3 separate regions of the Macaca mulatta genome follow, and regions 2 and 3 are each linked to region 1. A link is a contact called in public Hi-C data. All regions are on one chromosome and are shown on one strand. The core of a region is the stretch at or near the end of the contact, and the rest is flanking DNA. Distances in the headings are between cores, read along the strand shown. Region 1 holds the start of LOC106994516. Region 2 holds the start of ME2 (malic enzyme 2). Region 3 holds the start of MEX3C (mex-3 RNA binding family member C).

The links. Hi-C and Micro-C count contacts between places; a contact is called where the count stands out from the background.
Region 2: a contact with region 1 is called in a Hi-C map of liver, with 2.8 times the contacts expected there. The contact joins the promoter of ME2 here to the promoter of LOC106994516 in region 1. A contact is called at or near these places in 3 of 14 Hi-C or Micro-C datasets (fetal cortex germinal zone, fetal cortical plate and liver).
Region 3: a Hi-C map of blood shows a contact between it and region 1, with 4 times the contacts expected there. The contact joins the promoter of MEX3C here to the promoter of LOC106994516 in region 1. A contact is called at or near these places in 2 of 14 Hi-C or Micro-C datasets (blood and fetal cortex germinal zone).

Annotation. Positions count from the first base shown.
Region 1 is chr18:41,267,680-41,271,942 of T2T-MMU8v2.0, forward strand. It overlaps LOC106994516, which reads left to right and starts at 1,857. Exons shown (of 2, transcript XM_077975417.1): 1 at 1,857-2,511. The coding sequence starts at 2,064. SMAD4 (SMAD family member 4) reads right to left here and starts at 2,472. Exons shown (of 12, transcript NM_001261090.1): 1 at 2,077-2,472.
Region 2 is chr18:41,416,751-41,420,926 of T2T-MMU8v2.0, forward strand. It overlaps ME2 (malic enzyme 2), which reads right to left and starts at 2,618. Exons shown (of 16, transcript XM_015121988.3): 1 at 2,398-2,618.
Region 3 is chr18:41,104,116-41,108,047 of T2T-MMU8v2.0, forward strand. It overlaps MEX3C (mex-3 RNA binding family member C), which reads left to right and starts at 1,831. Exons shown (of 2, transcript XM_015121992.3): 1 at 1,831-2,882. The coding sequence starts at 2,129.

The DNA.
Region 1 (4,263 bases), core at 607-3,106:
CTCACTCTGTCGCCAGGGCTGGAGTGCAGTGGCGCGACCTCTGCTCACTGTAAGCTCCGCCTCCCCGGTTCACGCCATTCTCCTGCCTCTGCCTCCCAAGCGGCTGGGACCACAGGCGCCCGCCACCAGGCCCGACTAATTTTTTGCATTTTTAGTAGAGACTGAATTTCGCCGTGTTAGCCAGTATGGTCTCGATCTCCTGACCTCGTGATCCGCCAGCCTCGGCCTCCCAAAGTGCTGTGATTACAGGCGTGAGCCACCCCGCCCAGCCAACTTACTCCAAAATATTTCAAAGTGACTTTCTCAGTACAAATTTTCATTAAGTCTGAAAAACATTTGCAGTTTGGTTTTTTCTAAACTCAAGATTTACACTGAAGGCAGTTACCTAAACAGACATACACTCTCACCTCAAAAATAAAAATCTAAGATGCAATAATTCTTTAAAACTCACCCAAAAACCTGGAAAGCAAAGAAAAAGCCACTTCTATTAATAGTCACAAAATGTTACAACAATTTTTATCTAAAGAAGCTTTTAGTTTTAATTCCAACAACTTAAAACCTACATAATTCACCACTATCTTTAGATCTAAAGCTACTCCAAATTATAAATGCTTGGCCTATCTATCTCTATTACATTTGTTCTGTAACAAACCCATTTAAGTAAACAAAATCATGACAGCATTATGGAAGAAACACTAATTTAAAAAACTGTATTTTTAAATGTTAATCATTTTACAGTTTGGAATATTATGTATTAATCATATCAGAACTTTCCAATATAAAGTCCTCAGCATCAAAAAAAAAAAGGTACATTTTAGAACTTCCTATATTTCAACTGAAATGTATATATTTAGTCTCCGCAGGGTATGGCAAAAGCAATTTATGAAATCCATCATAAAAACTATTCAAATGCCATGATCTAAATCTAATTACGAAATTATGCATTTCATTTTTTTTTTTTTAGAGACTAAATGGTTTTTGCCAGCAGAAAGTAGTGAACCTACTACTTAAACACCCGAGTAACCAAGCTGCTACTAAGACTAAAAGGATGCTAATTCTGGCAAAAGTCAAAGGTTATTAACAAAAATTAGCTAAGACCATATGTTTGCAGAAAGGCAATTTCAGGATAATTCCCCTATTATCCTGTTGTATTTATTATTCCTAAATAACTGGCAATTCCATCTTAAACTACGGTGCAAAAACTAAATGCATTAAGAAACTAATTTGGAAATAATAGTTTCCAAATTATAATGCATAATAAAATGGTTTTTTTTTAAATAAAAACAAACGTACTTAGGTTTTTGAGGGGAAACAGCTATCAATCTTCAATAGGGCTTTTTAAAGCCTCTGCACCAGCAAATAAACTTTTCACGTTAACTACACACTTGTCCCTTTGAAAATCCAGTTTGAGAAATCCTAACAGCAGTTTGGGACAAGTGATGGAGCCACCGCCCTCCACCCTACACCAATTTCACTCTCAGTACATGTAGTGCTAACAGTAAGATCAACTATGTCTTTTAATAGGAAGCATGTTTTATTGGGGGCAAGGAGGGGTTCAGTTAGGTGCTAAGAATGTGTCCTGCATACCGCCGTCACTCTCAATACTCAAAAAGTAAACATATCAAAGCCAGAAGCGTAAACTGGCATGACAAGACTAGGAAGAGAAAGTAGGGGACAAAGAGAAAACCGAAATTGGCTGGAGAAAATAAATTAAGACAAACAATTTACAACTTTCATTTAGACCCTAAGGCAACACATTCCAACCGACCCAACGCGCTCAGCCGGGGCGACCGTGAAACTACTCGAGAACAACAAAGAGGAGCGGCGGCCGCGGCAGGAGTCCCGTCTGACTTTAACTTGATTCTCCCACGAGCTGCAAACGAAGCTGGGGGCCGGACGGAGGCCAGGCACCGCCGCCCGGCCCGGCTCGTCAGGCGGCCGCGGTCGCCCTCCCAGCGGATTCCGCGCGCTCCCCGCCGCCGCCGCAGCAGTCGGGAGCCCGCCCCGGGGTGGGGAAGCCGCGGGCGGGGTGCGCGGGCCCGGCCGGGGGAAGGGGAGGGGACATGGCGCGGTTACCTGGGATCGGGCGGTGGCGAGGGGAGTCCGCTCTCCCGCCGCTGCTGGTCCGCGGACGCGCCGGGCCCGTCGCTTTCCCCGGCGGCCCGGAGAGCTCCTCGGCCCCCGCCCCGAGGCGTCCCGGCCAGGCCGCCCCTCCTCAGTGCCGCGCCGCTGCCCGCGCGGGCCGGACCGCCTCGAGCTCCCGGGCCGCCCCGCGGCGGGGGGCCTCTCTCGCTGGGCGCCTGGCTCCCCTCACCCGCTCCCACCCCCTGGGCGGCCGCGGAGCCGAGGGGAGGGCGGGAAGGGCCTCCCGAGGAGAGCAGGAGGGCGCGAACGCAGGCTCCGCCACCCGAGCCGCTCCGTTACCGCAGCAGCGACGACGACCAGGGCCGTGTTGTTGCTGCCAACTTGTCGAGAACACACTGAGCATGCGCGCGCGGGGACCACATCCGGGTAATTTCAGGGTTTGGCCCTTTTTCCCCGCAGCTTTCCTTTCTCCCGGCTGTCGCCGCCTCCCGCCCCAAGTGACGGCGAGAGTCGCTCTGCGCAGGCGCCTGCAGGGCAGCGCCAGCCGAGGGGCGGCTCTGAATCCCGGCCTGGGCCTGGGCCTGGGCCTCCGCGCGGGCAGAGGCGAAGGCCTGCTTGAGGGAGTGGTCGCCGGGAAAATTAGCATCTCTTGGCAAAAAAGTTCCCAAGGAGCGCGGGAGAGCTCGGCGTAGAGTGGGCGTCCAGTAAGTGTTTATAAATAGCTATTAGCCCGGCTTTTGTTGTGTATTTGTTTTGTTCTGTGTGGAGGACCTGCGTAGGCACAAAAATTGGCCTTCAACCACCGGTCGACAGCTCTAGGGAGAAGGTGGCTATGTTGTAGGAGTTCACTTAGGGAAGAAACAGACGCTGGCCGCACCTTCCTTCCCTGTCTGGCAGCCCCAAATCACGAGCCCCAGAGGTGTTTGAACTCGAGAGACGCACAGAACAGTCAAGGAATCACATATTGAAGAGCCTTGCCAGGCGTTGCAAGTGTGAGTGGATTTTGTTGGAAGCGATGTAGGCGCACTCTCTGCTGGAGGGGAACTTCGAATCCTACGACACACCAGTTAACTAGGTTACCTGTTTGGTGGGGGAAGGCACAGGCTCTGCTTTTGACTTTATGCTTCTTTTATTTCATATTTTTTACAAGACGTATGCATTTCTTTTTCATTTAAAACACATTAATGATTTATTTTCACCAACCAGGAACTACTTTGGAACTACCTTTAGTCCCTCCAAAACTAATGATTAGCCGGTTCTAAAGTCATTTCTTAAGTCACGTCGCCCAGAAACTCTCTACACCCACCGCACGCCTTCATCACTCATACTCAGTGCTTCATTCTATCCTCCACATCACTGCCTGGGCCATTCCCTCTTTTACCAGAAAGCTCCTTAAGCTCCAAACTGGTGTTCTCTTACTCCTGGGATTTATGAAGACCAGTTTTAAGGGAATTCATTTCCACATCTTCCACTGCTGTATGTTCTATTTTCGAAAATTGCCCAGCTTAAGAAAGGAGCTGAGGACACAGCATCCCCTTTCAAAACTGTCCTCCCACCTTAAAAAAGAAAGTCAAAATTCTCACCCATTACTAATGTGCATTGGATCAATGCAGTACTTCCCCAGCAATCCAAAAGGGACAATTCAAAAATCGGTATCTATGCTGAGAAAGTAAATGCCTTTAGTGAATAGATATTAAATTATTTTTCAAGTCAGATAGTTTTCAGATCTTTTCTGTCAACGAAACTGAAGGAAGATCTGTCAGCTGATAGATTACAAAACATGATTTGGTAATAGATCAATATGTGATTCTTAGGTAATATACCTCAGAAGAAGTTTTTTAAAAATTGACACATAGTTATAACTAAACTTCTTCCATTCCATCTGTATTAGTTACCTATTGCTGTATAACAATATCACCACAAATATAGAAGCTTGAAACAACAAACATTTATGATATTACAGTTTCTCTGGGTCAGGAGTCCAGGCATGGCTCGGCTGGGTCCTCTACAAAGTGAGGCTGGAACAAAGGATCTGCTTCCAAGCTCATGTGGTTGTTGGCACCATTCAGTTCCTTGCACGCTGCAGGACTGAGGGCCTCGGTCCCTTGCAGGCTGTTGGCTGGAGACCCCCTCTGTTCCTTGCCATGTGGTCCTCTCCATAGGGAAGCTAACAATATG
Region 2 (4,176 bases), core at 1,368-3,867, 150 kb after region 1:
CTTTTAATGATGAAATTAATATAAGAGACTGAAAGGATAATCATGATTAACATTTATTTAAAATATTTCAAATCAAATCTCTAAGTCAAGAATGAGAATTTGGATGGCATACAGATACAGGCAACATTAAATGTCATCCTAAACAAGTATATACAGAATCAATGTATTTTTTATCACTTTTGAAATCTGTACATATTGATCAAAGGAGGTATAATATGCTACCATAAAATCAAAATGGTAACTTTCAAATAAAATAATTTCTAATAAAAGATATCTTTTTATAAAGTCAATGTAATTTTTAGTGTGAATTTTGTCCTCTAACATTAATCCCTAGTAAATATAGGTTTTAATGTTATTTGTGTTTCAAAATATGGCTCACGCCTGTAATCCCAGGACTTTGGGAGGCCGAAGGAGGTGGATCAGTTGAGGTCAGCAGTTCGAGACCAGCCTGAAAAACATAGTGAAACCCCGTCTCTACTAAAAATACACACACACACACACACACACACACACAATTAGCCGGGCGTGGTGGCGCATGCCTGTAGTCCCAGCTACTAGGGAGGCTGATGCATAAGTGCTTGAACGCGGAAGGCGGAGGTTGCAGTGAGCGGAAATCACCAACACTGCACTCCAGCCTGGGCAACAAGAGCGAAACTCCGTCTTAAAGAAAATAAAATAGGTCTAGTTTGTCTGAAATTCACCAAAATCAATTAGAGTTTTTAACTTAATATACAAATTATACATATATAACTAGAAGTTTTTAATTTTACAAACTAAGATCCCAAATGGTAAATGGGTTTTTTCCTTTATGAATATTTTGTTTTCATAAATATATTAAGACAAAAACATACAAACACCCTCTAAGGGTGTCACCCATAAGCAGTTCTCAGGAATAGCTATTAAGCATAAATATATTACTCTCAAGAGAATATTTCTACAGAAGCATAGCCCAACATTTGCTATTAATGCCCGATAAAAGTCATACTGGGAGCCAGGCGCAGTCGCTCACGCCTGTAATCCCAGCACTTTGGAAGGTCAAGGTGGGTAGATCACTTGAGGTCAGGAACTCGAGACCAGCCTGGCCAATATGGTGAAACCCCGTCTCTATTATAATTACAAAAATTAGCTGCCCTCAGGTGATCCACCCACGTCGGCTTCCCAAAGTGCTGGATTACAGGCGTGAGCCACCGCGAACGACCTATATGTATGTTTTTAAAAACAACCGTTTCTCTCATCTAACAGAATATTTGCAAATTGAAAATCAAAATCATGGGTACAATATCGCAATTAGCTTAACAACATGAGCAATGCTTAAGGAACACGCACGTTTATGGGAGTGGGGGTGAAGGATGCAGCTATGAAGTTATACCACTTGAGTTTGAATCTAGGCTTTGTCACGTTAAAACTGTGGTCTTGGGCAAGTTACTCAACCGACATAAACCTTAGTTTCCTGGTTTGTAAACTGGAGACAGTAACAGTATCAACCTCAAAAGGGTTATTTTGAGATAATCCGTGTAGAAACTAGCGCTCTGCCTGTCACCAGCGATTAACACATGCTACTATTGTTATCGTTATCAACTGCAACACTAACAGAAATAGCAATGCTATTAACCGCTTTGCTTAGAGGTGATAGCCACAAGCATCAGGAAGGTAAATCCACAGACAGAAGATGTTAAAACCTTTTGTAAGAAAGCACATGTTAATTTGATCACGCTTCTCACCACAAGCAACATAAATTTTCTAGAATTATCTCTGGAACCAAAAAAGAAAGTCGAAACCTAGGACCACCTAGATAACACCATATGCAGAGATAGTTATCTCCAGCGTGGAAGAAACACGTGCCAATCCCGATCCACAGATGGCATTTCATAAGAATAGACGAAATCAGTCCAATCTTATAACTCTCCAGCCCGCAGCAAGTCTTTTTTTTTAAAGGGAGGAGCCACACACAGCCTAACTCCTGCCGTTAACTCGGCCCGACTGAATAAAAGAGATAGACTTGCCAAAGGGGTTTCCAGCCACAAAAGTCCTTCTGCGGAGGGGTGCAGAAAGAGCGAGAAAGAGATGCTGGCGTTTGGGAGGCCCAGGGCCTCGCTCCGGGGCGAGACGGGGGCGCCCCGGCATCAGCGTGCGGAGGAACCTGGAAATCGCGCGCAGGGATGAGCCGCGGTCGCTGGAACCCGGGTCGCCGCGACGCAGCCGGTCTCTCGCCCTCAGCGCGGACTCCGCGGGCCGCTTCCCTTCCCCCAGCCCCCACCGCCAGGCCGGGACCGGCTGGGGCCGCACGCACGGAAGCCGGAGGCGCGGCAGCGCTGGGCTCTCGGGGCCGGGCCAAGGGAAGCCGGCGCGCGCTCCTCTCCCGGACCCCCGCCCGGGCCCCACCTCGCCGGGCCTTACCAGAGGTCTAGCGCCGCGACAGGTGGTGCTGCCGGCGGAGAGGCTGCGCCCTGCCGCCCGCCCTGGCGATGCTCAGCTCCCGCGCCGCCCGGCCCTCCCCTTCTGCGAGCCTCCCGGAGCCGCCGCCAGCTCAGGCTCGCACAGGCGCGGGCGGCCCCACACCCCGAGGTAGCCCGAAGAGCTGCAGGGTGAGAGGAGGGCGAGCGGAGCCGGCTAGGCGCGGGGCCAGGAAGGCAAGGCCCACGGAAGGCGCGGCCCACGGCGGAGACGGACGGGTTCGCGGGCCAATGGGAGGCAGGAATCGGCCTGAGGGGCGGACTCCGTCTGGAGGCTTAGCGAGCGGCGCCGGGGTTCCTGCCCTCAGCGCCTTCCTCAACTCAGCTCTTGGAGGTTACGGTTCTGAGGCGGGGCGGGTGCCTTCGTGAACGCGATGCTGCGGGTGTGAGAAGTGCAGTGCAGAGTAGGAGGAGGAGCTCCGCCGCTCCCTGAAGGAAGCCGGGGCTGGCCGACCGCGCCCCCAGCACTCCCGGCCCTGGGGTCCTAGTCTCCAAACCCGCCGAGGCCAGGGAAGCTGGGAGTTGGGGTCCGTGCTGCCTGAGCCACAGAGGAAGGGGGAGGACGGGAGGGCAGGACACTGCAAAGGAAGGAGGAAGAACACCCAGGAAATGCGAGGCTTCCGCACTTCAGCGACGCTTTCACTTTCCGAGCTGTTTTGTGTGCGGAGGACTTGCTCTTCCGCAGAATTCTTTGCCACTCCTTGTGGCTGCTGGCAAGATTATTGGCCTGCGGGGAATTTACCAATCACCTTCACTGTCACAGTCACCATACATAGATGTTCAATGTTCTGCCTCAGAAAAGCAACGGAACACTTAATTGTCTTGTCCTTGAAAGCAGCAGGGACCGTGCCTTCCTACATCCCTACCCCCGCCCCCGCAACTGTTGTGACATGGGAGGATATTTCTTCACCCTTAATTCAGAAAATGTTATCACCCAAAACTCTTTACTGTAATGAGTTCGTGTACTCTTAAAACAAGGCAAGGTAATGTTAATTTCAAAAATAAGATGTAAAATATAAAAAAGAGGCAAGGCAGAATAAAATGAAAAGTGTTGGAAATGTAGGTTTAAGAAGATGGAGTGGAAGTAGAGAAGAGTGAATTTCTCCCTCCTAAACTCTGACAATTATGTAAAATCTGGGGCAGCCGCCCCTCTCTGAACATTGAAGGGTGGGGCGGAAACTCCAGTTAGGTGATAACCCATAGGTGTGGTTGCTATAATAACCACCGCAGGCGTGGAGAAGTTATAAATATGCATGACCTAAAGTAACCCTGCTTGCCAGGAACTTACAAGATGCAGCAGGTTGGAGGAAGGAAACGAAACATTTCAAGTATCTTTCTACATAAACGCTTCATTAGTCGAGGTGAAATTCTTTTGTCTTTGAAAGACAGTTGTGGGGGTGGGGAGGGTGGACGGGAAATGGGGAGATGTTGGTCAAAAGGTAAAACGTTTTAGTTAGGAGTAAGTTTTAGAAATACCGCACAGCGTGGTGACTAGAGTTCATAGTGTATATTTCACAATGGCTAAAAGAGTAGATTTTAAATAGTCTCACCAAAAATAAATAAGTATGTGAGGTAATGGATATGTTAGCCTAATTTGATCATTCCACAACGTATTGAAACATTACATTGTACACCACTGCATAAAAGTATATACTTTTTTTTTTTCTTTTGAGATGGAGTCTCGCTCTGTCGCCCAGGCTAGAGTGCAGAGTGCAGTGATGTG
Region 3 (3,932 bases), core at 581-3,080, 160 kb before region 1:
AGGCCAGGCGCGGTGGTTCACCCCTGTGATCCCAGCACTTTGGGAGGCCCAGGTGGGAGGATCGCTTGAGCCCAGGAGTTTGAGACCAGCCTGGGCAACAGGGTGAGAACCCAGTCTCTACAAAAGATAAAATTAGCCAGGCATGGTGATGCGCGCCAGGTATGGTGATGCACTAGGGAGGCTGAGGCGGGAGAATCACTTGAGCCTAGGAGGTCGAGGCTGCAGTGAGCCGTGATCATGTCACTGCACTCCAGCCTGGGCGACAGAGTGAGACTCTTGTCTCAACAACAACAAAATAATAACCTATAGAAAAGATAGCCACAGAGTGAGATCACCTGAGCAATACTGTGGGAAGAGTGTCTAGGGAGGAGGAAACGGGGATTCATTTCTTTAAAAGCACCAAAGAGCTGGACAAGGTGGTTCACGCCTCTAATGCCAGCACTGTGGGAGGGCGAGGCGGGCGGATCACTTGAAGTCAGAGTTCGAGACCAGCCTGGCCAACATGGTGAAACTCCGTCTCTACTAAAAATACAAAAATTACCTGGGCGTGGTGGCACGTGCCTGTAATCCCAGCTACTGGGGAGGCTGAGACAGGAAAAACTTTTTTTTTGAGACGGAGTCTCGCTCTGTAGCCCAGGCTGGAGTGCAGTGGCGTGATCTTGGCTCACTGCAGCCTCCACCTCCCGGGTTCAAGCGATTCTCCTGCCTCTGCCTCCCGAGTAGTTGGGATTACAGGGGTGCGCCACCACGCCCGGCTAATTTTTGTATTTTTAGAAGAGACGGGGTTTCACCATGTTGATCAGACTGGTCTCGGACTCCTGACCTGACCTCGTGATCCGCCCGCCTCAGCCTCCCAAAGTGCTGGGATTACAGGCGTGAGCCACCGCGCCCGGCAAGGGAAAGCTCTTGAGCCCGGGAGGCGGAGGTTGCGTTGAGCCAAGATCGTGCCACTACACTCCAGCCAGGGCGACGGAGCTAGACTCCGTTTCAAAAAAAAAAAAAAAAAAAAAGCCCCAAAGAGCTAAAGTTCAGCACCTGCAGGCTGCTGATGTAACCACCCTGCCGGCAGAAAAGCCGGGCCAACGGGGCGTTGGGAGCGTCAGGCCACGAGGGAGGAGCATTCCCGGGTCCGAGAGGGAAGGCCCGGGAGCCACGCGGCTCAGGAAACCGCCCCCGCGAGGGGATAGGAGGATATTGCGTGGCCCCTCCTTCCATGACTCTTCTTAAGGCCCTTCCTCTGAAGGGGGCGATCTCATCCTCAACCCGAGGAAACAATGCCCTCGAACCTGCGCCTGCAGCTCTGCTCCAGGCCGCTCACACAGTGCCTTCCCTAAAAGAACTCAGCCAGACCGGCTATAGGGATAAAGGGTTGGGGGAAACAAATCCAGGTGTGCGCTTCGACCGCAGGCGCCTGCGCCAAAACCCAGCTTGGCCCTTAGTTTCAGCCTCTGCAGCAGCGCCTTCATCCGCCTCCTTTTTCCCGCCCCCGCCGGAGACGTCACAAAGAGTGACGTGTAAAGTGAACAATCACAGTCCCTCTCCGCGCGTGCCGGGAGGAATGGAGAGGGAGGTGGGCGGGGAGAGGACGGAAGGAGTGGGCTTCGGGAGCTGGCTGGTCCCGGTCACCCAATCAGAGAGCTCTGGGGAGGGGAGGGGCGGGGCCCGAAGGAGGGTGGGGGGTGGGGCTGGGGAAAGGAGTTGGAAGGCTGCGGGAGGAGAAGGCGGGCTCCCAGAGATTAAAAACACCCAATCAGAGCGCGCCGGCTTCATTCGGAGAGCGGCGTGGGGCGTCGCCGCCGCCGCCGCGCGCGCCGGGGGCTGGTTAAGGCCATGAAACAAAAGAAACCCTGAGAGGGAGCCGCTGCCACCTCCACCAGCCCGCCCCGCCGCCGTCCCCACCCACCCACCTAGTTACCTACCTTTGCCTCCTTCCCCTGCCCCTCCACCCCGCCCTCTCCGGTCTCCGGGCGGCCCTGGCGCTCCACGGCCCGGGTCCCCAGCCCCACCGCCTCCCCAGAGGAAAGGTGTTTGCGCGCTGAGCAGGGCCCTGGCCCTGTCCGCCATGGGGCTCGCCGCCTGCCGCGCCTGACCCGGCCGCCGCCGCCGCCATTGACAGCGCGCCGCCGCGATGCCGAGCGGCAGCTCCGCGGCCCTGGCCCTGGCGGCGGCCCCGGCGCCCCTGCCGCAGCCGCCCCCGCCGCCGCCGCCGCCGCCGCCGCCTCTGCCGCCGCCCTCGGGCGGCCCGGAGCTCGAGGGGGACGGGCTCCTGCTGAGGGAGCGCCTGGCCGCGCTAGGCCTCGACGACCCCAGCCCGGCGGATCCCGGTGCTCCGGCGCTTCGAGCCGTGGCGGCGGCGGCGCAGGGCCAGGCCCGGCGGGCGGCGGGGCTGTCTCCAGAGGAGCGGGCTCCGCCTGGCCGGCCCGGGGCCCCGGAGGCGGCCGAGCTGGAGCTGGAAGAGGACGAGGAGGAGGGGGAGGAAGCAGAGCTGGACGGAGACCTGCTGGAGGAGGAGGAGCTGGAGGAAGCAGAGGAGGAAGACCGGTCGTCGCTGTTGCTGCTGTCGCCGCCCGCGGCCACCGCCTCTCAGACCCAGCCGATCCCAGGCGGGTCCCTGGGGTCTGTGTTGCTGCCCGCCGCCGGCTTCGATGCCCGGGAGGCGGCGGCCGCGGCGGCGGCGGCGGGGGTGCTGTACGGAGGGGACGATGCCCAGGGCATGATGGCGGCGATGCTGTCCCATGCCTACGGCCCCGGCGGCTGTGGGGCGGCGGCGGCCGCCCTGAACGGGGAGCAGGCGGCCCTGCTCCGGAGAAAGAGCGTCAACACCACCGAGTGCGTCCCGGTGCCCAGCTCCGAGCACGTCGCCGAGATCGTCGGCCGCCAGGGTGAGTGCAGGGGTGGGGAGGTCCAGCTGGGCATGGCCCCGGGCGTGGGTGGGGAGACGAGAGAAATGAGCATGGGACGGAAAGGGCGAACCCGGCGAGGCCCCCAGATCCACCCCGAAGGGGTCTGGGAGGAGCCGAGGGTCGACCAGATGTGAAGATGGGTCACCTTGCGAAAACCCACGCTTTTTCGCTCGTCTCGCCTGGTAAAAAGTGTGAAGTTTTTCGGGCGACCCAGTCCGGTGGTGTTCACGTTACTTGGGCTGTATTCGTGGAACACCAGGCTGGCGTGGCACCAGAAACCTCAGTGAGGTGGTAAAAGGTCGGGCTCGAGGAGTTGTGGGTTCGCTCTTGGGTACGGAAACCTTCGAGATTGCAAGTTTGCGCCGCCGAGTGTCTTCTTTTTAAAGCGTTCAGCCTCCCTTACAAGAACTTGTTCAGATGGAGAAAAGGACAGAAATGGAGGCCTGTAGACAGAGCTCACTGGGGAGGGAAGGGATGTTCAAATGGTCGGTATCACCGCCATCCCCTGCCCCTCCGCTGTTCAGAAACAGCTTTGGAAAAGCAGCCCAACTCACTGCCGCCGATCTTACTGTATTCCTCTCGATACGTTTCAAGTCTCGGAAAGACACACTGACACACTGGCTGTCTTTTGAAACTGTTCGGTGTGCAGGATGAAGAAAAATTGGACACTAAGGTAATTAAGAAACTTCTGTGTTTATACAGTTTTCAGTTAATTCTCCTCTTCACTTGTCAGCACACCAGTACTGCAGACAGACTCCTCCCACATTGTTCAGACAAAGGACCTATGTCTCAGATTCCAGGAGTAGATTTGTGAAGGTGGGGGAAGGAGATGCTTGGGGTACCTCTGTATCCGACATTTTTAGGGAAGGTCCTAAGTTCTTTATGGGAGCTTTTTCCCTTTATGAAAGGGGCAGATGTTACCTGCTGCCACCGCATGACAATATGGTTTAGCCTGGTTGATGCATGCCTCTTTACTGTTAGGTTGAGAGCATTGTTGGGGTCAAATAAAGCGAGATGATGGCGCTGCTG